Linked DNA regions of Mus musculus: all the other regions are linked to region 2. A link is a contact called in public promoter capture Hi-C data. All regions are on one chromosome and are shown on one strand. Each heading gives the region's core, a stretch centred on a gene start, on an enhancer-like site or on the middle of the called end of the contact. The rest is flanking DNA. Distances are from core to core; before and after follow the strand shown.

The links. Promoter capture Hi-C pulls out the DNA fragments that hold promoters and counts their contacts. Capture Hi-C pulls out chosen DNA fragments and counts their contacts.
Region 1: a contact with region 2 is called in a promoter capture Hi-C map of embryonic stem cells, with 3 times the contacts expected there. The contact joins the promoter of Mpp5 here to the promoter of Max in region 2. A contact is called at or near these places in 4 of 39 promoter capture datasets (embryonic stem cells, hippocampal neurons, liver and 1 more), 3 of 484 Hi-C or Micro-C datasets (B cells, CD8 T cells and uterus), 7 of 115 datasets of contacts at active chromatin or transcription factors (SST interneurons, astrocytes, embryonic midbrain and 4 more) and 2 of 9 other capture datasets (adipose tissue and liver).
Region 3: a contact with region 2 is called in a promoter capture Hi-C map of liver, with 2.4 times the contacts expected there. The contact joins the enhancer-like site here to the promoter of Max in region 2. A contact is called at or near these places in 4 of 39 promoter capture datasets (3T3-L1-derived adipocytes, frontonasal cranial neural crest, hippocampal neurons and 1 more), 4 of 115 datasets of contacts at active chromatin or transcription factors (astrocytes, large pre-B cells, neural tube and 1 more) and 1 of 9 other capture datasets (adipose tissue).
Region 4: a contact with region 2 is called in a promoter capture Hi-C map of liver, with 2.9 times the contacts expected there. The contact joins the promoter of Wdr89 here to the promoter of Max in region 2. A contact is called at or near these places in 2 of 39 promoter capture datasets (liver and pre-B cells), 1 of 484 Hi-C or Micro-C datasets (B cells) and 2 of 9 other capture datasets (adipose tissue and liver).
Region 5: a promoter capture Hi-C map of pre-B cells shows a contact between it and region 2, with 4 times the contacts expected there. The contact joins the enhancer-like site here to the promoter of Max in region 2. A contact is called at or near these places in 3 of 39 promoter capture datasets (hippocampal neurons, liver and pre-B cells) and 6 of 115 datasets of contacts at active chromatin or transcription factors (astrocytes, embryonic forebrain, embryonic stem cells and 2 more).
Region 6: a contact with region 2 is called in a promoter capture Hi-C map of liver, with 4 times the contacts expected there. The contact joins the promoter of Eif2s1 here to the promoter of Max in region 2. A contact is called at or near these places in 9 of 39 promoter capture datasets (the HPC-7 cell line, cranial neural crest, embryonic stem cells and 5 more), 6 of 484 Hi-C or Micro-C datasets (B cells, LSK cells, cardiomyocytes and 3 more), 14 of 115 datasets of contacts at active chromatin or transcription factors (astrocytes, bone marrow-derived macrophages, differentiating embryonic stem cells and 10 more) and 4 of 9 other capture datasets (adipose tissue, embryonic stem cells, liver and 1 more).
Region 7: a contact with region 2 is called in a promoter capture Hi-C map of hippocampal neurons, with 7 times the contacts expected there. The contact joins the promoter of Plek2 here to the promoter of Max in region 2. A contact is called at or near these places in 2 of 39 promoter capture datasets (cranial neural crest and hippocampal neurons) and 7 of 115 datasets of contacts at active chromatin or transcription factors (astrocytes, embryonic forebrain, embryonic stem cells and 3 more).

The regions. Positions count from the first base shown.
Region 1 is chr12:78,747,588-78,750,418 of GRCm38.p6, reverse strand. Mpp5 (membrane protein, palmitoylated 5 (MAGUK p55 subfamily member 5)) reads right to left here and starts at 1,472. Exons shown (of 15, transcript NM_019579.3): 1 at 1,313-1,472.
Region 2 is chr12:76,960,844-76,963,698 of GRCm38.p6, reverse strand. It overlaps Max (Max protein), which reads left to right and starts at 1,451. Exons shown (of 4, transcript NM_001146176.1): 1 at 1,451-1,709. The coding sequence starts at 1,674.
Region 3 is chr12:78,204,330-78,207,457 of GRCm38.p6, reverse strand. The region is part of intron 7 of Gm6657 (predicted gene 6657); the gene reads right to left. Among named protein-coding and RNA genes, the nearest start is that of Gm6657, 8.8 kb to the right of the region's middle. Within about 2 kb of position 1,422, at least 73 of the 459 cell types and tissues checked have an H3K27ac peak or open chromatin away from gene starts, as enhancers often do. A contact at or near this core is called in 3T3-L1-derived adipocytes, adipose tissue, hippocampal neurons and 2 more, where this site is marked.
Region 4 is chr12:75,668,114-75,670,920 of GRCm38.p6, reverse strand. It overlaps Wdr89 (WD repeat domain 89), which reads left to right and starts at 1,384. Exons shown (of 2, transcript NM_028203.1): 1 at 1,384-1,449. Gm34717 (a long non-coding RNA gene) reads right to left here and starts at 1,196. Exons shown (of 3, transcript XR_381697.2): 1 at 840-1,196.
Region 5 is chr12:78,922,373-78,925,423 of GRCm38.p6, reverse strand. All of the region lies in intron 2 of Gm46359 (a long non-coding RNA gene), which reads right to left. Among named protein-coding and RNA genes, the nearest start is that of Gm46360, 5.0 kb to the left of the region's middle. Within about 2 kb of position 1,498, at least 35 of the 459 cell types and tissues checked have an H3K27ac peak or open chromatin away from gene starts, as enhancers often do. A contact at or near this core is called in pre-B cells, where this site is marked.
Region 6 is chr12:78,860,771-78,863,564 of GRCm38.p6, reverse strand. It overlaps Eif2s1 (eukaryotic translation initiation factor 2, subunit 1 alpha), which reads right to left and starts at 1,493. Exons shown (of 8, transcript NM_026114.3): 1 at 1,385-1,493. It overlaps Atp6v1d (ATPase, H+ transporting, lysosomal V1 subunit D), which reads left to right and starts at 1,927. Exons shown (of 9, transcript NM_023721.2): 1 at 1,927-2,146. The coding sequence starts at 2,106.
Region 7 is chr12:78,905,567-78,908,735 of GRCm38.p6, reverse strand. Plek2 (pleckstrin 2) reads left to right here and starts at 1,798. Exons shown (of 9, transcript NM_013738.3): 1 at 1,798-1,845. The coding sequence starts at 1,804.

The sequences.
Region 1 (2,831 bases), core at 223-2,722, 1.8 Mb before region 2:
GTCCCAGCACTCAGGAGGCAGAGGCAGGCGGATTTCTGAGTTCGAGGCCAGCCTGGTCTACAAAGTGAGTTCCAGGACAGCCAGGGCTATACAGAGAAACCCTTTCTCGACGCCCCCCCCCCAAAAAAAAAGATTATGAATCTCTTTTGATATCTTTGTCTTTTTTACTTATAAAGCTCTTTAAATTTTAATGTAAGCCTGCTATTACAGTTTAGAATGATCTTTAAAACAAGAAATCGTGTCCACAGAAATACTATAGAAACAGCTCGTCAAGAAAGGATAGTGTTCATTCCCACCAATACCTATACTTCAAAGACACCAGCACACCACATAATTTGTTACTGTTGCAAAAGTTAACAAGTTATTAATTTCTGGCATAATTTAAAAGGATAATTAGAATAGTATCATTAAAACATTACAGTGCCTTATTAAAACCAGAAATACCTTCCACCTTATCCGCTAAATCAAAACTTTAGAATTCTTGCTACACTGGCTTTCAGAATTTAAACTCTTGAAACTCTAAATTAGACACAACACACTAAGTAAAAACCCTCGTAGGTGCTGCATTCATTTTAGAGTAAAGTGTCATGGAAAACTTTTCGGCCGAATCTAAATTCCACACACATTACTGTGTGTCAGTCAGCTGGACAGAAGGAGAGAGCTATCCTTAGTCAGTTACGTAATTTACAATAAGGATCGTTCCGAGCGGCATTCATTGAAAGTAGCTCTACCAAGCATTTACAGGCTTCAAAGTTCACCGGACAATCTCCGTCTAAGTTCTGAGAACGCACTACTCTTTAGCAGTGGTCACAAGGAAGCAGGAACTGTTTATCCGCAGAACGCAATGAGTAGCAGAACACCAGGGGCTGACTCAGGCACCGGAACGCTGGCTGCATTCCGTCTTCCACGGGAAAGTGTTTCCCAGGCTGGTTCCCCGATCCGGCCAGGGGTGGGGTGAGGGAAGAGTCCCAGAGACTCGCGAACTCCGGGCCTGGGCGCAGCGAGACGACTCCCTGCCGTGCCCCCGGCAAGTCCGGCGGGGTGGCCCGCCACCGCGCCAAGGTGCGTCCCCCCCACCCCCACCCCCCGGCCCAGGGAACCAACCGGCATCGCGCGGGGAGCGTCCCTCCGAGGGACAAAGGTTGGGCTGCCACCGCGGCGCCCGGCTCAGCCTGGGGCTCTCCCCAGGGAACCCTGGCGGTGCGGCGGGTCTGGGAGGGGGTGCGAGCCCCGCCGCCCCTCCCCCGCCGCGCTCCCGGGAACCTGTTGATTAAGATCGCCACAGCCCGGGCGCTGCGGGTCCGCCCCTTACCTCCAAGCCCCGGCGGCCGCCGATCCTCTCTCCCTCCCTCGCTCCTCAACGCAGCCCAAGCAACAGCCCTCCGTCTGGCGGCCCTCAAAACACTGGATAAAGAATCCAGAAACTCCCGATTCCTCCCACCTCGGAGTCTCCAGTCCCCGCCCCCTCCTCACCGCCAGCCTCCTCCGTCGCCGCCGTCGCCAGCAACTCCTCCTCGAGGCCGCGCGAGACCGGCCCCCGCGGCTGACGCGAGACCGCGCACGCGCCCCTGGGACGCTGGCGCAGCGGGCGCGCCTATCCCAGGCCGTTCCTGGCGCGGCCCGCCCACGGCCCGGAGAGAGGCTGGAACGGATCGTCCAATCCTGAGCGCGCGTGGGGAGAGGGCCCGCTGATTGGTCCGCTCTTCCCCCCCCCCGCCTCCCGGGGGCTCGGCCGCGCGCACTCACCCGCCTCGAACTGCGAAGCGTTCGTTCTAACCGCTGAGTCGCTTCGCTGCCTCAGCCCACCTCCTCGCCTCTGTGTGGGGTCGCCGTGCTTCCCTGAGACGGACTCGGAAGCCGCTAAGGCTCGACGGGGCCTGGGAAGCGGTCATCTCCTGAGAAAAATCCGATTCCCTTGGAAGAGACCCCTGTTGTCCTGTCAGGCACATCAAAAATGCTAATGCTCAAAACAACCGTGACGCCAACACCTGGTTGTGTATAAAGTTCCACACAATTCCCTGATTCCACAGACGACTCCTTTCTGAAAACCAGGAAGGATGTCAAAGGCCACAGTTGTCACAGAATTCTCCGGAGAGGATTGGGAGTTACTTAGGCTAGTCCCAGCGCGAGTCCATGCTGTCAGGACACACCTATGCCACCATCTGGGAAGGGTGGGCACGGAAAGTGCTATGAAAGTGTGCGCGAGGAACTGGATTTGGAGCAAACAGAAATATGTTCTATGTAGAAACCTCTTCTGCTGGACCTAAATCCATTGCTTCAGCCTGTTGAGTTTTCTCAGGGGCACATGTCGTAGACAACTGTCCCTCTGTGCCTTCGTATATGCAATTAATCATGTCTTTATTTCCTCCCACCGTGGTTTTTAAGCACCATTCCCAATATACCCAGGCTCCTACCTACCTTTTTCCTCTTATGGGTTGTTAGTGTCCCCAAGGAATACTATGCCCTCTGAAGTAAGCACAACTTTTTTTGGGGGGTGGGGGGAGGGCGAAATCCTTCTCTTCCTGGATCATCAAATTCAAATCTTACTGACATTTTATTAAGTACTTAACGTTGTTTATTGGTGTTAGTAAGGCAGAGCCAAGGACAGGACTTTTTTACATACCACTAAAGACCTCTTTCCTTCTGTCAAACATACCTCAGTGGACTTTGAGTACAGACGGACAACTTCCAAATATATGTAACTGAACTGTCTGCTTAGTTCATCTTCACAAAGAAGTGAGAATTTGTGAACTGCAAGTGGACTGTCTCCAGAATTCCTAGACACTGTTAGCCACACACAAAAGGTTAGTGAGTGTTGACATTCCTTTCTA
Region 2 (2,855 bases), core at 202-2,701:
CACTTGGGAGGCAGAGATGAGGCCAGCCTGGTCTACAGAGTGAGTTCCAGGACAGCCAGGGCTACACAGAGAAACCCTGTCTCGAAAAACCAACCAACCAACCAAACAAACAAACAAAAAACCCTCTTACCATCTTTGTCTCCCTTACAGCCCTTGACTTCTATTACGAGTCAGTGTCTGCTTATGACTGTGTTCTCATCACTAGGCTTGGCCACACGGACATTTAAGGCCAGCCTGGGCTAGGTGTCAGAAAGATTGTATTACACCACCAAGTTTCTGCACTCAATAGTCAGGGGTTAAATGATTTTTTACTCAAAAAACATTAACTCATAAATCAAACTCAAGACCGCACTCATTTTGAAGATCAATTGTAAAGTGGTAGTCTGGTTAATTTCTCAGATGACCTTATTATTACTGTTTGTTTGTTTGTTTGTTTGTTTGTTGTTTCATTGAGGACCTGGTGCACACTGAAAATGGTGACAGGGTAGTCCGGTTTTTGCTTTCAAAGCTGTGAAGTCTTTGAGGGGACACATCATGCCATTCCTGGGCTGCCACATATTAGATACTTAGCTAAATGCGGGTGGGGACAATGTAGTTACACTTCATACCTCGTTGCATTATGTATGACCTTAACTGGACAGGGAGCTGCACAACTTTCCCGTTTTGATTCTTTTTGCAGTTAATTAAAGTTCTCTATAAACTGGGGCACTCCCTAATCTGCTCCGGCTACAACAAACAGAAGGTAGGTTTTACTTGCACCTACGAGAGGTTTTGTAAACACTCAAGCCCAGCAAGGACAGTTCTCTCGGACAAATGAAAGCAAGATTCTTGAGATGAAGGACACCCGGCGAAATCGGTCCTTTAGTTTGTCCCGTAATGTCTCTTAACACCTTAAACCCAGATAACAGAGGGCCCGCGTGGGCATCTCGACCGCGCCCCCTGGTCAGCCACAGCGTGATTCCTTCCCGGGAGGGTTACGCCCCAGGGCGCAAGTGGAGCGACTCAAGCATTAAACGAGACAATGTAAAAGCAGTCTAGCCAAGAAGAGACAGTGTTATTTTGGCAGCCAGTTTCTCTCCCCCCGCCCCCAAACCCCCGAGCCTCCACCCAATCCCTTGGGCCGGGCGCCCAGAGCTCGGAATTGTGGCCGGCTCCAGGAGCCCAGCTCCCTCCACGTGTCCTGTCTTCCCAGCAGCCTCTCCGCCGCCTGGGGAGGAAAATCTCCTGACAACTCGCGGTCTGTGGACTACATCTCCCGGGAGGCACCGCGCCACTTCTCGCTGCCAACACCCGGGGCGCAGGCGCCCTGAGCTCTGTCAACAAGCGAGTCTGGCGAAGCCTGTGTGCGGTTCCTGATGGGATTTGTAGTTTCTCTGGCTCTCTCTCACTCGCCCATCCGACGCTCGAGGACTACAAGTCTCAGCTACCCCGGCGCGGTGAGCCCGGTCACGTGTTAGGGGGCCGATCGGGCGTGCGTGCCGCCGTTGATCCGGTGCTGCAGTGAGGTGGTTGTCGCCCGTGTTGTGTGTGCGTGAGTGTGTGTGAGTGAGTGAGCGAGTGAGTGAGTGTGTGCGTGGGGGCACTCGGCTTGTTGTTGTCGGTGACTTCCCCCTTCCCTCCACCCCTCCCCTCCCCGGCCGCCGCTGCAGTGGCCGCTCCCTGGGCCGTAGGAAATGAGCGATAACGATGACATCGAGGTGGAGAGCGACGTGAGTCCTGGGGCTTCTTCCTTTCCGTTCGGGTTGTCAGGCGGGGACAGCGGCAAGGGTTCTCAGCCGGGCGACGGCGGGAGGGGGTCGGGTCGCCGCCGCCTCCGTCCTTTTCTCCCCCTCCCCCCGGGGCCGGGACCGCCTGCGTCGCGCTCCAGGCTCGCTCCCCTCCAGTCCTGTCCGGAGAGGCCTCCTGGGACTGAAGGTGGGAGCAGACACGCGGCCTCTGGGACCCCCACATTCTCCCGTGGAGGAGGGTGTCGAGGCCTCCCTCTCCGCTCTGCCCGGCTGGGGATCCCATTATCCTTCCGGATCCTGGGCAAGGAGACCAGCGCTCAGCTCTTGCTCTTTGGGTCCATGAGCTCCCTCCTCCTGTGACCGGTTGATCCTTGGGGTGAAGGGGCTGGGAGTGCTCTGACGCCCTAGAGGGATCGAGGGAGAGCAGGCAGTGTTCCGGATCCCTCTTGTCCGGTTCGGATCCCAGAAGGAGGGGCAGTGCCTGAAACCCCCCCCCCCCCCCCCCCCAACTAGGCTACGGGATCTCGCTGGAGAGAGTGGAAGGGGAAAGAGGGAGGGAGGGGTGTCAGACTGACTCCCCACCCGCTGCTTCCTCCGCCGCCGGCATTTTCTTTCTTATTATTGAATTCGAAGTGTGAAAATAACTTCTGTATTTTCTATTTTTCTCTCTCTCTTATTCCAGGAAGAGCAACCGAGGTTTCAATCTGCGGTACGTCTCCTACTCTCCATTTCATTTTCATTTCCGTTCAGTTTTGGTTCTTTTTGGAGTCAGAAAAAGAGATCGTTCTATTACTTTTAATACTCTTGTAAACTCCTCTTAACCGCTAAGGTGAGGTTGAGTCTGTTGGGGTTGGAGGAGGGGGGCGTTGCAAATCCACATGATTCTTGATATTCAGGTGGTAGATTCTAGTGAGTAGGTAGGTAGGTAGGCAGGCAAGTGAGGAGGCCTGTGCTGTGAACTGAGTTGTTCTGTAGTGTTCAGTGCGGCGGAGATATGTGAGAAATGGAAGGGCATTCTGAAGTGAATGGTAGTGTTATTTCAGAGCAAACTGGCTAGGTTTTATTTAGGAGCAGGTAAACTTTAAGCAGTATCTCCATAGTTGTGTGAAGTTGCAGGCACATGTAATA
Region 3 (3,128 bases), core at 173-2,672, 1.2 Mb before region 2:
TATGACAAATTAGTTTCATCATCTGTTAATACCACAAACACTACTTTAATGTTTAAAGGCTTCAGGTTGCCTCAAAGTTTATAGACTTTTTAAAGAGCAGTACTTTGGTGAAAGATCCAGATTTGAGCTAGTTGTGGTTTCTGCCTCTGCCTCCCAAAATTTTAGCCATCAGGAAGAGAAATTAAAGAAGGAAAGGTGAGAGGTGAGAGGAATAACTTGCTTTCAGGACAGAGGATTAGTGAGAAAATAGGTTCCCAGGAATATTCATTTTCCACTTCCCTGGGCTTCAGTAGCACAATATCCAGCCTTCGGGTTCTTCTAAGGAGAACTTTCTGTATCTTCTCAGAGAGCTCAAAGAAATGCTAAGAGCCTGGGATATGGGGGAGGGGTGGTCAAAATCAAGTATCATATCACAATTACATTATTACTGAAGATTATTGCCGAAGACAAATCATCTGAATTTAGAGATTGCTTAGTGCTCTCTGTGATAGGTGATTAATGAAGGTCACAAGCTGCAGTCTTAAGTAGGCTGACATAAGCAAGGAGAGCTGACGCAAACCCTGAGCCAAATTCTAAGTAAACGCTCTCAAATATGCTATATCTCTGTGAGGTGGGGGAAGCAAAGGCTTATCCCGGAGTGTGAACAGCAGAAACGATTTCTTGTACATCAGATGCCTGAAGCAAAGACTGATACTGGTAATGGTGAGTCCCAGGCCTCAGGGAATTCCCCAAATAGTGATTGCTTGAACTGTAACAACATCTCTATTATTTGCCAACAAAATAGAAGGCACCATTACCTTAGCCAGACAGCACAACAGGAGACAAGGGATTTTGGGCCAAGAGCATGGAGGAAAACTTCCTTCTATCTGGAAATACCTGAAATGGAAGGACCTGTATTTGCCTGATTTGGGAAAGAGGTGTGCCCAGGATCTCTTGCCACTTTCCTCTAAGCCAAGCTTAAGCAATGCAATTCTTTTGAAACTAGAGGAACCAGAACACCGTCCAAAAGGGCTATTGAGTGCTCAGCCTTCAAATAGTGCTTGTGTAATAGCCCAGCCCTTTCCCTTTGCTGCCCTAATTGCCTAACTTATTTGTAGTAGAGAGAAAACGTGTTAGATAAGAATTATGGAGGAAGTAGGCAGTTGCTTTCATTTTTTGTTTCTTTGTTCAGAATGGGGTGAACTAGTTAAGCAAGGAGAATAATAATGGTTAAGAGCTGTACAGCAGAACACCATGTTTAATGTTTAATCAAGGCTGCCAGTAATACATCTTGATGCCATATAGCATGACACAAAACATCAATAGGCTGTTTTCTTCATTTTTCATTTGGTTTATAAATGTGTGGCACATTTTGTCCTAGGGGTAACAGAAAGCCGAGTCTCCTACAGCATTTCACGTTTCCTGAGTTACCATTCCTTATGGACTTGGCTTAGATGTGGTTGGTGCCACCTACCGGGCTAAGTACATAATTACAGGCCTCCCAACCCATTTGTAAATATCTAAAAACAGCTTGAATTTGATCTTGGTGCTCAAATTCAGGTTGACGCGATATAGTTAAGTTTGGGTTCCCATCATAATTTTTAGGAATGGAAGAGACATAAGAAATCCAACTTTAATACCACCATTGTGTCATTCAGTCCAGAACCGGAGCTTTAACTGTGGTTTTCTGAGTTTGCTTCTTGTTCTGTATTGCAGACCTTACAGAGCCGTTATAAGGGTTGCACGAAGTGAGAGGCTGTTAAAGTGCCCTGCTACCTGTGGTAGCTATAAATATTAGGTACAGAAAAAATAAAATCAAATAACTTGCCTATGTTGTGTAGGGGCTACAACACATATATCTGACTCTAGAGCCATGGCTTTTCTCATTGAATTAAAACTTCTCAAGGTTTGATATTGAAATAATTTTAGGTTTTTTTATTAGATATTTTCTTCACTTACATTTCAAATGCTATCCCGAAAGTTCCCTATACCTTCCCCCCACCCTGCTCCCCTACCCACCCACTCCCACTTCTTGGCCCTGGCGTTCCCCTGTACTGGAGCATATAAAGTTTGCAATGCCGAGGGACCTCTCTTCCCAGTGATGGCCAACTAGGCCATCTTCTGCTACATATGCAACTAGAGACACGAGCTCTGGGGCTACTGATTAGTTCATATTGTTGTTCCACCTATAGGATTGCAGACCCCTTCAGCTCCTTGGGTGCTTTCTCTAGCTTGTAATAATTTTAAGTGACACCTATAGTGAATTTAAGAGATGTTATAACATGGCTTTAAAACCTGTAAATCACAGTGGAAAATTATTTTGAGTTGAACGCTCGACCCAGGATGCCCTCGCACTACTCTGCCTTCTGCCCTGCATGCTGGGACTATAGCGAGTGCTCCAGCACCCAGCTCAGTCATCACCTTTTCCAATGCTTTGTACTTGATAGAGCCAAGGAGAAAGTTTAAAGAGAATCCTCCTGTTAGTTATACTTTCCGAGAGTGGTAAAACATGCCTCAGGCTTGACCATCTTTCTAGAGTTAATTTTTCTATCTCATTATTATTAAATTTACTTGTGAAAACTGTGGCTGAGCATGGTAGGTAGCTTGTGATGCTGATACCCAGGAGGCTGAAGTAGAAGGATCACTGGAAGTTTGAGGTCAGGATGAGCTACATAGTCAGCTCCAGGCCAGCTTAGGCTATAGAACGAGATCCTTTTATGTTTTGTTTTTAATTGCTTTTGTTTTCAATAAATGTGTGAATGTAAATAAAGATAGCCTGAGTAGCAAAAATGAATTACTAATAAACAGCAGCCTAAAGAGGTTGGGAAATATTACTGCTACACTAGTCCCCCCGCTGTTGACAACACTGTAATTTAACAATTCTCCCATTGTTTTAGCTTCTTTTCTGTTCTGAGAAAACCATTCCAACCAAAAGCAACTTAGGGAAGAAAGGGTTTATTTGGCTTACATGTCCCAGTGACTGTTCATCATGAAGGGACATCAGAGCAGGAGTTCAAGGCAGGAACTTGGAGCTGGAAATTAAAGCCAAAACCATGGAAGAAAATTGCTTACTGGCTTGCTCAGCCCACTCTCTCTTATAACCCAAGACTACCGGCCCAGGGGTAGCACTGTCCACAGAAGACGGCCCT
Region 4 (2,807 bases), core at 135-2,634, 1.3 Mb after region 2:
TCCGGGTTACACGGATCCCTTCATAGTCCTAAAATAAGAACCATCACTACCTGTGATATAAAGATCAGGGCATGGCAAAGACCAAAACCCCGGGGGGTCAGGTTACAAGCCCCCTAGGATGGCAAGCTCCCAACTCCAATTTCCCCCAGGAATTCCCTTTAGTAACTTCATAGATAAAGGTCCAGAAGGCAGTGGAAGCCAGCATCTCAGTGTTCAGGATATGAAAAGAGTATGTCAGTTCCCTAACCATTCTTAACCCACTGTAGGTCAGGACTCCTGGCTATGCCATGACACCAAGACCGATATTAATTAGAAACTGCAACTAATCAAACAATAATCTCTATCTCCAACTCTACTAGCTGTAAATGGGACCAACCTAAACTCACCTTGGGGGGATTTCCAGGGGAAGGATACCTTTTAACAGCACCAAGATATATCCCCTAGTTAGTTCCCCTTATTCAGATTCCTGTGGGTATACACAGCACGTTAATTTCACGAGTCCCAGCCGAATGTATTTCCAGGGACAATCTGGCTTGTTTGCATTATCGCTTAACCAAGTACGTATTTTCTGAATTGTTTACACTGGAAAACGCGGTCTCATGGTTGTTATACCACAGGTATTCATCTATAATGAAAAGAGGGTAGAGTCCACCTAAACTAGATTCAGGGCTTCTTGGTGTTCAAGGACAGAGCTCATTCCCCTATTGGTAGGGCCAGATGTCATGTCTCCACTACAGTTGGAACATCAGCCCTGTATCAAACTAAAGTTTAAAAGCAACATCAAAATAGGACAGATGAGACAGGACCTGACCATTATGGACTTCAATTCCCAGAGTTACCTGGGGCCGAGGCAAAACTACCTCCAGATTTTGTAATTGCGCTCCTGTCAACCTTGAGTCATAGCCATGCTGGAGTGAAGGCCGGATACTGCTCGTTCAAACCCGCCTGTATAGCTAGGCTTTGTGATCACGTGTGGTTATTTCAGATCCACGAAATCCTGCCTCAGCCCCACTCCTCTGGTCCGCGAAATAACTTTACACCCGAGTCCGAGGAAGCGGAAGAAGTGCTGGAAGAAACTGCAAAGCCACATCCGCATGAAAAGGCGGAATCGGTGACGATCTTGCCTTTTATTGGCCACACGTCCAGGAAGCTGGGTCCCAGGGACTTCCGTTAACCTGACCTAGAGGGAGGTGTTGTATGGCGTGGTCCGTAGACCGAGTTACGCATGCGCAGACCTTCTGCCCTCGTCCAATCGGAAGGTAGCAAGCAAAGGCGCGCGGCTCCCGCTTCAGAAGAGCCCGCTGGTTATGGTCCGGCCTCTGTGCTATGGACCAATCCGCTTCAGCTTCCTCTATATTTTTACCCAATCAGAGCCGGAGGGCGGAGTTCCAGCCGGCCGTGGGCAGAGCGTGCGTTTTCTCCAGCTCCAGTGTGGGGTTTGCTGCGGAGGTACTTTCTGCTGGGCAGGGCGGGCAGCTCTCTCGACCGGCGGCCACTGGGTGGCACGCGCGTGGAGAGCCCTGGGCGGGGAGCGCAGAAGGGGAGCGGGTGGTGTGAGAGGGAGCACGTGCATGCGCAGGGACCGCGTGGGTCTCTGTATGCCAGGATGTGGGGTCCATGCCACCCGAAGGTCTCTGCTTCAGTTTCGAGGAAGGGTGGGTAGGTCCCTGCTCGCTCTTGCCTGCCCTTCCTCTCACTCATCCCACACCCACCTCCTGGCTCCGGCCTTTTTCCACATCAAAAAGCAGATTTTTTCATTTGGTACGCGGAGCCAAGTCGTACAGTATGTGCTGTGATGCAGGCTACTAGGCTAAGTTCCTTACGTGTGTGGTGTCATCTAGGCCACACAGCTGTCCACCGAGCTAGGTGCTGGTCGGGTGTGGTGAAGCACACCGGGGATCCCAGTACTGACTGGGAGGGAGGTAGAGGCAAGAGGATCTCTTTGAGTTTCCAGCTAACCAGTGCTTCTTGGGAAAACTTTGTCATGCACACACACACACACACACACAAACCTAATTCACAACGAAAACCACCCAAGAGGCAGTGCTGGCAGCATCTTATTTTTGTGAAATGTCTCATTTAGGCTAACTCTGACAACTTAAATTGAGGGAATTCAGCTTCCACAAATGTAAAATTAAAGATAGTACAACTAGTAAAACGCTCCTGTTTTCTTTCCTAACTTGAAATTGTTTTAAAGCCGGGCAGTGGTGGCACACGCCTTTGATCCCAGCACTTGGGAGGCAGAGGCAGGCGGATTTCTGAGTTCGAGGCCAGCCTGGTCTACAGAGTGAGTTCCAGAACAGCCAGGGCTACACAGAGAAACCCTGTCTTGAAAAAACAAAAAAAGAAAAGGAAAGAAAAAAGAAATTATTTTAAAATCCTAAACAGTGTACCAGGAAACCAGTTAATTGGTTATTATCCAAGTAAGATGAACTGGTAGGAAGGCATCAGTCTAAAGGTCTACTTCCTAACTTTGCTTTGCAATCATCAGGTTGTTAAAAAGTGCATGGTCCGTGCCAAATTGCTTCTCAGTGTTGTGATAATTCAGTGAAGATGTGGACTTATAGTCTATGTTATTGGTATCAACCATACCTGTTTCTGCTTCTTGTTTAAAGACCACAAAATCATGCAGCCTAGTTAACAATGTAAGTGTGAGATACCTCTGTGTTGACTACTTACCCGCCTATCTTGGGGTCAGGACAGTACTATCTAGAGAGCAGAAGTGAGAAGTGTCTAGCTCGTCTTTTTACCTTAGATTTTATAGAACAGGGCAAAAGTAAGTCAGCCCCTGTGACTGTTGAGGTTTC
Region 5 (3,051 bases), core at 249-2,748, 2.0 Mb before region 2:
CTACCAAACATAAAATTGTATCACTTAGCCAGGCAGTGGTGGCCCATGCTTTTTATCTCAGCACTTGGGAGGCAGAGGCAGGTGGATTTCTGAGTTCTAGGCCAGCCTGGTCTACAGAATGAGTTTCAGGACAGCCAGGGCTATACAGAGAAATCCTGTCTCAAAACACCCCACCCATTCTCCCCCTCCCAAAAAATTGTTTCACTTAAATGGATTTTGCTTTGCTTTCAAACAGGATCTTGAGCAGTGCAGGGCTGGCTCGAACTCTTGATCCTTCTGTCTCCATGTCTTGACTGCTGGGATTATAGACATATACTACTATGCTTGGCTAGAATTGATATCTGCTTTCTTTTCTTTGAGACAGAGTCTCATGTATTGCTGCCTGTCTTTCTTACTATGTAGCCAAGTCTGGTCTTTAACTCCTGATCACCCTGCTTCTACACACCAAGGACTAAGATAACAGTCACACACCACCACACTGAACCTTAAATTGCTTTTTTCCAGGGGTTGTTTCGTTGACACAATACCTCATTATGGAGACCAAGTTAGTCTCAAACTCATAGAGATCTATATCCCTCTGCCTCCCAAGTGCTGGGATTAAAGATATGCTGCACCAGACTGGCCTTAAATTGATTTTTTTTAACAACATAAAAAGTTAATTAAAACAGGAGAATGAAGAGTTGTAGGCTAGCCTGGGATGTGTAGTGAAACTGAAACAGGAGAATGAAGAGTTGTAGGCTAGCCTGGGATGTGTAGTGAAGAGTTGTAGGCTAGCCTGGGATGTGTAGTGAAACTGAAACAGGAGAATGAAGAGTTGTAGGCTAGCCTGGGATGTGTAGGCTAGCCTGGGATGTGTAGGCTAGCCTGGGATGTGTAGGCTAGCCTGGGGTGTGTAGTGAAACTGTCTCAAAAGCAGACGGTTGGGCATGAAACTGGGAGATGGTTCAGAAACCCTGGTGTCCCAACTTTAATTCTAGCCTCAGAATTGAGAGGCAGGCTCCCCCCAGAACATGCTAGCTAGCAAGATTAGTCATATTGGAAAAGAATAAAATGGAGAAATAATTGAAGATGATCCCCATATCAACATTGTACCTCCAAATGCATCACACACACACTCACACACACCTACACACACACTCACACACACTTGTACAAACACTCACACTCATACCTATACACACACTCACACACATCTATATACACACACACCTATACACATACACACACCTACACACACATACACACACACACACACACTCACGGTGGGGGCAGAAGAGATGTTTAGATTTCAAGATTCACAGTGAGGCTGCTCATTTCTCTATTTGTGTGTGTGAACTCTTGATTCTTATCAAAAAGGATCAGGATTCTGGTTTTGGGTTTTTTTTTTTTTTTTTTTTTTTTTTTTTGTAAGCTTGGGGCAGTTCTTCAGTTATTTTGGGCAGAGAGCTTTATTTGCTCCATGAGTCTCTCCCCATCTGTGGCTTTCACTTCCCTGTTTGCTTTATTGCATTTGGTGGCACAAACGGCTTTTAAGAACAGATTTAGATCCATCCCTCCTGTCTCTGATGTCTGTTGCAGGGATAGTTAGAATGTTTTCTCTGGTCACAGCTGAAAGTTTCCATTTCCATTTCTCTCTGTGTCTTTTTATGACCCATTTGGAGTATACCGTGATGCACGATATGAAAAATATGGGTGGAAGCTGATCCTAAGCTGTGCTGACATCCCACAGTTTTCCCGCAGAGTGGCTCTTTCTTGTAGTGTTCTGTGGATGCTTCTTCACCATCGGCCAAGTCTTTAAATAATGTTTCTGTCTTAACATAGTCTACGCTGGTTCCTAACTTTTCTCTGTTTTTGCATCAAGGCCTCACTGTGTTTTGGTGGCTGGCCTCAAACTCACAACTCCATCTGTCTCTGCCTCCCAAGCGCTGGGATTAAGGTATGTGTCCCTACACGTGACTATCTTTTCTTATTTTTGTCCTGATATGTTTTGAGCTGGTCATGGTGGCACATGCCTGTGATCCGGCACCGACAAGCCTGATGAGGGGGACTATAAATTCCTGCCAAGATGGGTTAAATTGTGAGGCCCTGTCTCAAGCAAACAACAACAACTTTTTAAAAACTTTGCCTGGGCTGGAGAGATGGCTCAGAGGTTAAGAGCACTGACTGTTCTTCCTGAGTTCAAATCCCAACAACCACATGGTGGCTCACAACCATCCATAATGAGATCTGATGCCCTCTTCTGGGGTGTCTGAAGATAGCTACAGTGTATTTATATATAATAAGTAAATAAACCAACCTTAAAAACAAAACAAAACAAAACAAAACTTTGCCCATTCAGATTCCAAATGAATTTTAATAATTATATATGTTATATAATACATCCCATTTTGTCTTTTTCCTCCCCATTTTAGTCTTATTATTCAACTTCACAATCAGAATTAAAGGAGCTGGAGAGGTGACTCAGTAATTTAAAGCAGGGACTACTCTCACACAGGAATACAGTTTGATTCCCAGTACTTATGCCAGGTGGCTCACAACTACCGGCAACTCTTAGATACAGGGAACCCCATGTCTGTGGCCTCAAGGGCACCTGTACTCATGTGCACATGGTCACACATACACATAATTTTTTTAAAAGATTTTTAAAAATCAGAAACACTGTTGGTGGTGGCACAGGATCCCAGCACTCAGGTGGCAGAGGCAAGTGGATCTCTGTGAGTTTGAGGCCAGCCTGGCCTACAGAAATAGTTCTAGACCAACCTGGCCTACAGAGATAGTTCTAGGACAGCCAGGGCTACACACACACACACACACACACACACACACACACACAAAAGTCTGTCTCAAAAACAAAACAAAACAAAAAATCAGAATGAAAATCCATCCCTAGGTCAATCAGGTTTTTCTTTACTCTTTCTATTTAATTTTTTTCTTTGAGTAAATATGTTTTACCCCAAAGCATTTACTCAACCCCAACCACATACTTTATTTTCTGAGTTTCTGTTTTGAACAATCTTGCTCTCTCCCTTTCTGTTCCCTTTCCCCTAGGCC
Region 6 (2,794 bases), core at 244-2,743, 1.9 Mb before region 2:
GAACAGAAATATAAGTGACTTCAAAGACAGATACATAATATACACTAAAAACAAGAACTAAACTCAAGTCTTTAACACAAAATCTGATATCCACAAAGTTTCCCTGTATCACACACAGTATGACAATGTTAAGGGCTCTCCCACCCCCCCTTTAGAGACAGGGTTTCACTGTGCAGCTCTGGCTGGCCTCAAGCATTTTCAGTGCTGGGATTAAAGATATGTGTACCTCACACCTCTCACAAGGGATCCCACTTCTGTAGTTAATGCCATACAGACTGTATGTGTTCTGATGTAAACAAACAAAAACACACTTCAAAGCTAGTTTCAAATACCTTGCATTATTAGTATTTTGCCCCTGTTAACTTCTAGAGTCGGTACATTGTCATGTCACCATAGCAGATATGGGCAATGAACATTCCAAAATAAAATGTACCACGCTGGGAAAACGCTGTTCAGCTCTAAAGTTTACTAGTACAACTAAGTCTTTTGAGAATCAGGGCCCACCATCTGGCATCATAGGCACAGAAAAAGCACTACAATTTCATAACTGACATTTTTGATGAACTGTCGAGGGTCTCCACCTCTTTAACAACAACTTGAGGAGGAGAAAAATCAAGACTTTTCTGATGTACCCTTTCTTCAAGAAACAATGTTTGTTCCTTAGTGGAAATTAAAGCATCCTAAATATAAGGGGGTGTTTAAGAGCCCCAATGCGAGTACACACTTAACTCTAAAGTTTTACGCTTTCAGCGTCCATAATTACAAAACTCCAGTTTTATTTTCGCAGTTACCCAAACAGGGCAAATAACTTCAACAGCTGATTTTAAATTCCAGGAATTCACTCATACAGAAATGCACAGCTAGAGCGAAAACTTAACGACCTCAACACTAATAGTTCCATTTTGGACTTTTTTTTAACTTAAATATGGTGGTTTATCCTATTGTTTCTTTGGCGAAAAGTTCAGTCTCCACAGAGAGAAAAGTTTTGGCAGTATCTTGGGGCTGAAAAGAAGGATAAAAGAAAGAAAAAAAAAAAAAGCCCAAATTCTCCGGTCCGGTAAAAGCAATCGTCTTGAACTAGGAGTGGGACTGGAGTCGAGGGTTCTCCAGAGGCCTCCCCACCACAAGACATCTTTAAGGAGGCTGTAAAAATCTACTTGGCCCACGTTCCTTCAGGGGTTCCTCCGCCCGTCCAGCCACGTTTCTGGCTCGCAGGAGCAGACACCGGCTGGCGAGAGGGCGCAGGAAATCACCAGCGGGCGGTGGCGACGGGGTCCAGACACTTCCCGCGCAAGAACGGGAAAGGGGGGGTAGCCCGGGGCCTAGCCGCACTGGACAAAACCAAGGCGAATCCTCGGGGAGAGCAAGCTGCGGGGCCGGTCACCTGAAGTGGATGTGTGAATCCCGAAGTAGGGTCCCACGCCGTGCTGCTTAGTGGCAACGAGGAGACTCGGAACACCAACCCCGGACGCCGAAGCTCCTCAGCGTGCGCTTCGCCCAACCCAGCGCGCATGCGGAGCCACCTCTCACTGCGCAGGCGCCGACAGAAAAGGATCCTTCGTTGCCACTAACCATAGAGTCTTGGTCCTCCTAATATGGGCGGTGTGAACCAAGGGACGAGCTGAAGAGTCACTGCCCCTGGTATTTATAGATTTTTTTGCGGAGGGAACTTGCTAGGTTTAAAGGAGAGGTAAGTTTCTGTTTCTTGCTCCAGGATGATCGCTTTAAGTTTTAGTCAACCAAGAGAGGGCGCTGTGACGAATGGCGGAAAGCCGAGGAAGAGGAGGAGCGTGATCCTCTCCTGACCCATCCCTCAGAGCGTGCTGGGTGCCGGCGACTCGCCGGAGGGAGGGGCGGTGGAGAGACCCGGAATTCCGGACTGTGCGCGCTTCCACATCCGGGCATTCCGTCTCCTCCCCCTCCCTCAGTCCTCGCCCAACAGGAACCGGAAGTGGGAACCGGTTTCCTGGTTGCCTCTTAGCAACGCAGTTGTCAAGTGACCCGGTCAGCTGACTCCCGTGGAGGCGGGCACTGGGGTAACCGGTTCTGGAGGTGTTGCGGTCCCGATTGTCTCGCCGGGGGGCCCGAGCCGAGTCACCGTCAGGATGTCGGGCAAAGACCGGATTGAAATCTTCCCTTCGCGAATGTAAGTTAAAGACTAGGACAAGCGACAACCGTGTTCAGGCACATCTTCCCGGCGCGCATTCCTGCGTACCCTTGGCCACCAGCAAGGTTCCTTGGTTTCTGGGTCGCTCCTTGAGCTTTCCCCAGGGTCTTCGTTTCCTCTGAGTTCCGAGCGAGGTTTCTTTCCAACGCTCCCCTCCCCTGCTGTTTCTGAGAGAAGAGGCCGGAGAAAGTGGTTCCAGTCCACAGGAAAAGGGGGTTCACCTGCTGGCAGCTTTTGGAGGTCGATGCCTTTACTCACTCATTCCGCACACCCTTTGAGCCACACACGGAGTTTACATAACTGAGCCGTCGGCGCCATCTCTACCTCCCAGGGCTCATCATTGCTGAGGATTGAGATGTAGACGCTGAGGTCTGACCAAAGCTCCCAGACGGGAAGTTATGTGACAGGGAAGCAGCTAGAAGGCCCCTCAGCCAAAGTGACATTGAATGTGTCACCCTCTCGCAGCTGTAGGTTTCAGTCTTGGATCCCGTCAAGTGTTATTTGCTGTGGGAAGATATCCCTGCATTTCTGAGGTATTCCTATAGCCCTGTGATGACTGCACTCTTTACGTCTAGCAAGTGTCACTCATGACACTGTCACGCGGGTATTTATTTGGGCTGTCTCCTG
Region 7 (3,169 bases), core at 549-3,048, 1.9 Mb before region 2:
GATTGGTTAAGTTGCTTGCTAGCTATTGGAAGTTAAAAAGTTAGGGCTCAATTTTTTAAAAAATGAGGCAGCGTTGCTGGGGGAGTGTCACTAGGGGTGGGCTTTGAGACTTGTCTTGCCTCGACCCACACTTCCAGCTCTGATTCTCCAGGGATAGGTGGTCATTCTGACAAACTCACTAAGCCAAAGTGCTCATTGTGAATAAGGATCTACTGGATGTAAACAGAGGATTCTTATCCAAAGCCAAAGGAATGACTCTCTAATTCACATTAGGCTATGAGTCATTGCATACAAACACTCATCTAACAGCTTTCTCTACTCACTGATACGTGATAGGCATTGCCTGGCCCTTCATAACTAAAAGGTGTCTGCCTGAGTCTGGAGGTTCCTTCCTCCTCCCCAAGTCCAAGCGTTCCTGCTGTCTGTTTTCTTCTGGTTGAGCTGGGTTTATGTCATCGCGGTTCCTTGGTAGGTTGGTGGTGCAGTCATGACAGACTGGGGAAGACAGAGGAGGTGAGTCACACTGAAGGTCCAGTGAATCAGACGGGGTGGGCTGGGACAGGGGTTTCCCTCAAAGGAAGCGCCTTAGCTGTTCCTGGGAGAAACACCACCAGGAGAAAAAACCAACTTCCCCCCTTTCAGAGAACCCACTTAAGAACCCGTTTTCTAAAGAAAAGGCCCAGTCCATGCCTCCTAAAAGGAGTAGACAGGTATAGGATCTGACTTTCCCAGCTTCTCCTACTCTGGGTTTGAGCCCTTCTGGTATTCGGAAGCACGATTTCTTCCAATGCCCTGGTGTGATATGGTTCCGAGTGACTTCAATGGCTTCAAGTTTCAGTTTCCTGGAAAACACATTATTTGCCTCCTGGAGTTGGGGTATAATTGCAAATAAAACCTAGCACTATTGGAAAGAGAATGGAACCTCTGTTGTCTTTGGATTTAAAATCTAGGAAGCTGTTACCTGGCAACACAACACTGCCAGATCTCTTGCTTTACAGGTGAAGATGTATGTTTGTCACAGACCGCAGGGGCATGTGGGGCAGAGCCCAGCATAGGGACACTAGGGTGTGCTGGGAGCCAGACTGAAGGGCATCTCTGTCTTTCCATTACCGGCAGTTCTCTCTCTCTCTCTAATCCAGACACCCCAGGGCCTTTGTCCTGCCTAGCAGGTGTTCCCTCTGCTGAGCAAAGATATCAGGGATTCTATGCAGATCAGCACCACTGTCGTTTTCTTGTTTCAGGTGCCAACATGATGTGGTAGAACGTTGTGTTGATTCTATCGGGATATTTTCTTCATCATAGGCGTTAATTTTTATTTTAAAATATCGTATTACAATATGACTTACACGGATGACTCGATTATTTTGCACGCTCTTTAAACTCACCCAGAATTGCTAAAATCTGATTCTTTTTGGTTGTTTGCTTTTGAGATGAGGATGGTGTGATGTACACATTGAGGTGAGAATGTGTTCTGTAGACTATGCCAGTCACCTTAAACTTGAGATTCTCGTACTTGCTCTATACACTCCTCTGCCTCTCAGGAAAGGCTCAGAACTATAGACAGAGGTCCAGGGTCGTGTTCTTGGGCGATCACCGCGGGCCGTGCGGGGTAGGGTTGGCACACTGGGCACCTGGCGTGGGAAGGTCGGAGCAGAAGTCCCGACCGGGCCAGACTTCCTGCCCGCAGGGCGGGAGGCTCTGGCACTGGATGTGCGCCAGGGGGCGTCTCCGGGAGGGAGTGGCTTCCTGGGCGCGGGCGGCGTCGGCGGTGGAGCGCGGGGACAGCTCACCTGGACTGGCGACATGGAGGACGGCGTGCTCAAGGAAGGCTTCCTCGTCAAGAGGGTGAGTGTGTTCTGGCCTCGCGCCCGCGTGGCCGTGGGGACAGCGGGGCGAGCAAGTGTTGGACAAGGTGACGAGCTGGCGAAGTGCTCCCACTGGCCAGCGGATCTGGCATGCACAGGCTGGTCCTGCTTGGTTCAGGGCTTACTCTCTCCGGTGGATCTCTTAAAACAATTTACTGGAATTGAGGGCGAAGCCAGGGACAGGACCCATGGTTAGCATACTCAAGGCCCTGGATTTGGTCCACAGCAACACACCACACACACACACACACACACACACACACACACACACACACACACACCACACCACACTGTATTAAAGTACCATAAAGTGGTGTGGGTGCAGGGTGGAGAGAGCATAGTTAAAAGGTACGGCTGGAAAGTAGGAATGACCTTCTGTGGTAGAGAGTTAACTGTGGCTGACCGCAGTTAAGAGTATATTCTCACGTAGCTAAGGGGATTTTAAATGTTTCCAACACCAAGAAACGTTAATAAATGTTTGAGGTGATGGAGCTGCCAGTTACCCTTATGCGATCATTGCATGCCGTGCCTATGATTGACAACCCAATGTATGTGCTCCATGCATATGCACAGCCATGTCTCAATTAAGTATGATATTGAAATATAAGGCACCATGGATATGCCGTGCAATTTACAGCTTGAAAGGAAAGAAGGCACCACCCTTCCCTCCCTCCCTCCCTCCCTCTTCTCTCTCTCTCTCTCTCTCTCTCTCTCTCTCTCTGCTCAAGACTGAGCATCAGCAAGGCGAAATAGCTTGTCTAGCGTAGGTGAGTATTAGATAGGACATGAACTCCATCCTTAGTCCTCCCTCATCACCCTTGTTGAAGAAGCAAGAGTCCAACCAGGGACAGTGGGACTCCCAGGATGCCTAGGGTCAAGGTAGAAAATGAACGAAAGAACCTAAAAGAGGAACTTTTACAGTTTGGTGCATTCAGAAAACCTTGGATTTGATCTCTAACTTCTAAAACAATTACTTTAACATTGATGTCAATACTGAATATTTATGTTAGTATAATAGCATGCATAGTATGCATATAGATATACATGTGTGTATGTGTATATATGTATACACACATATATGCATGTATTTGTATGTATATGTGTGTATATGTATGTATATGAGTATATATGCATGTATATGTGTGTATATGTGTGTATATGTATGTATATGTATGTGTATGTATATGTATATGTGTATATGCATATGTATGTATATGTGTGTATATGTATGCATATATATATGTATTGGCGGCTGAGCCCTTTGGCTACTGTTCTGGGCTGACAGTCTCAGGAAGCTTGGTGAT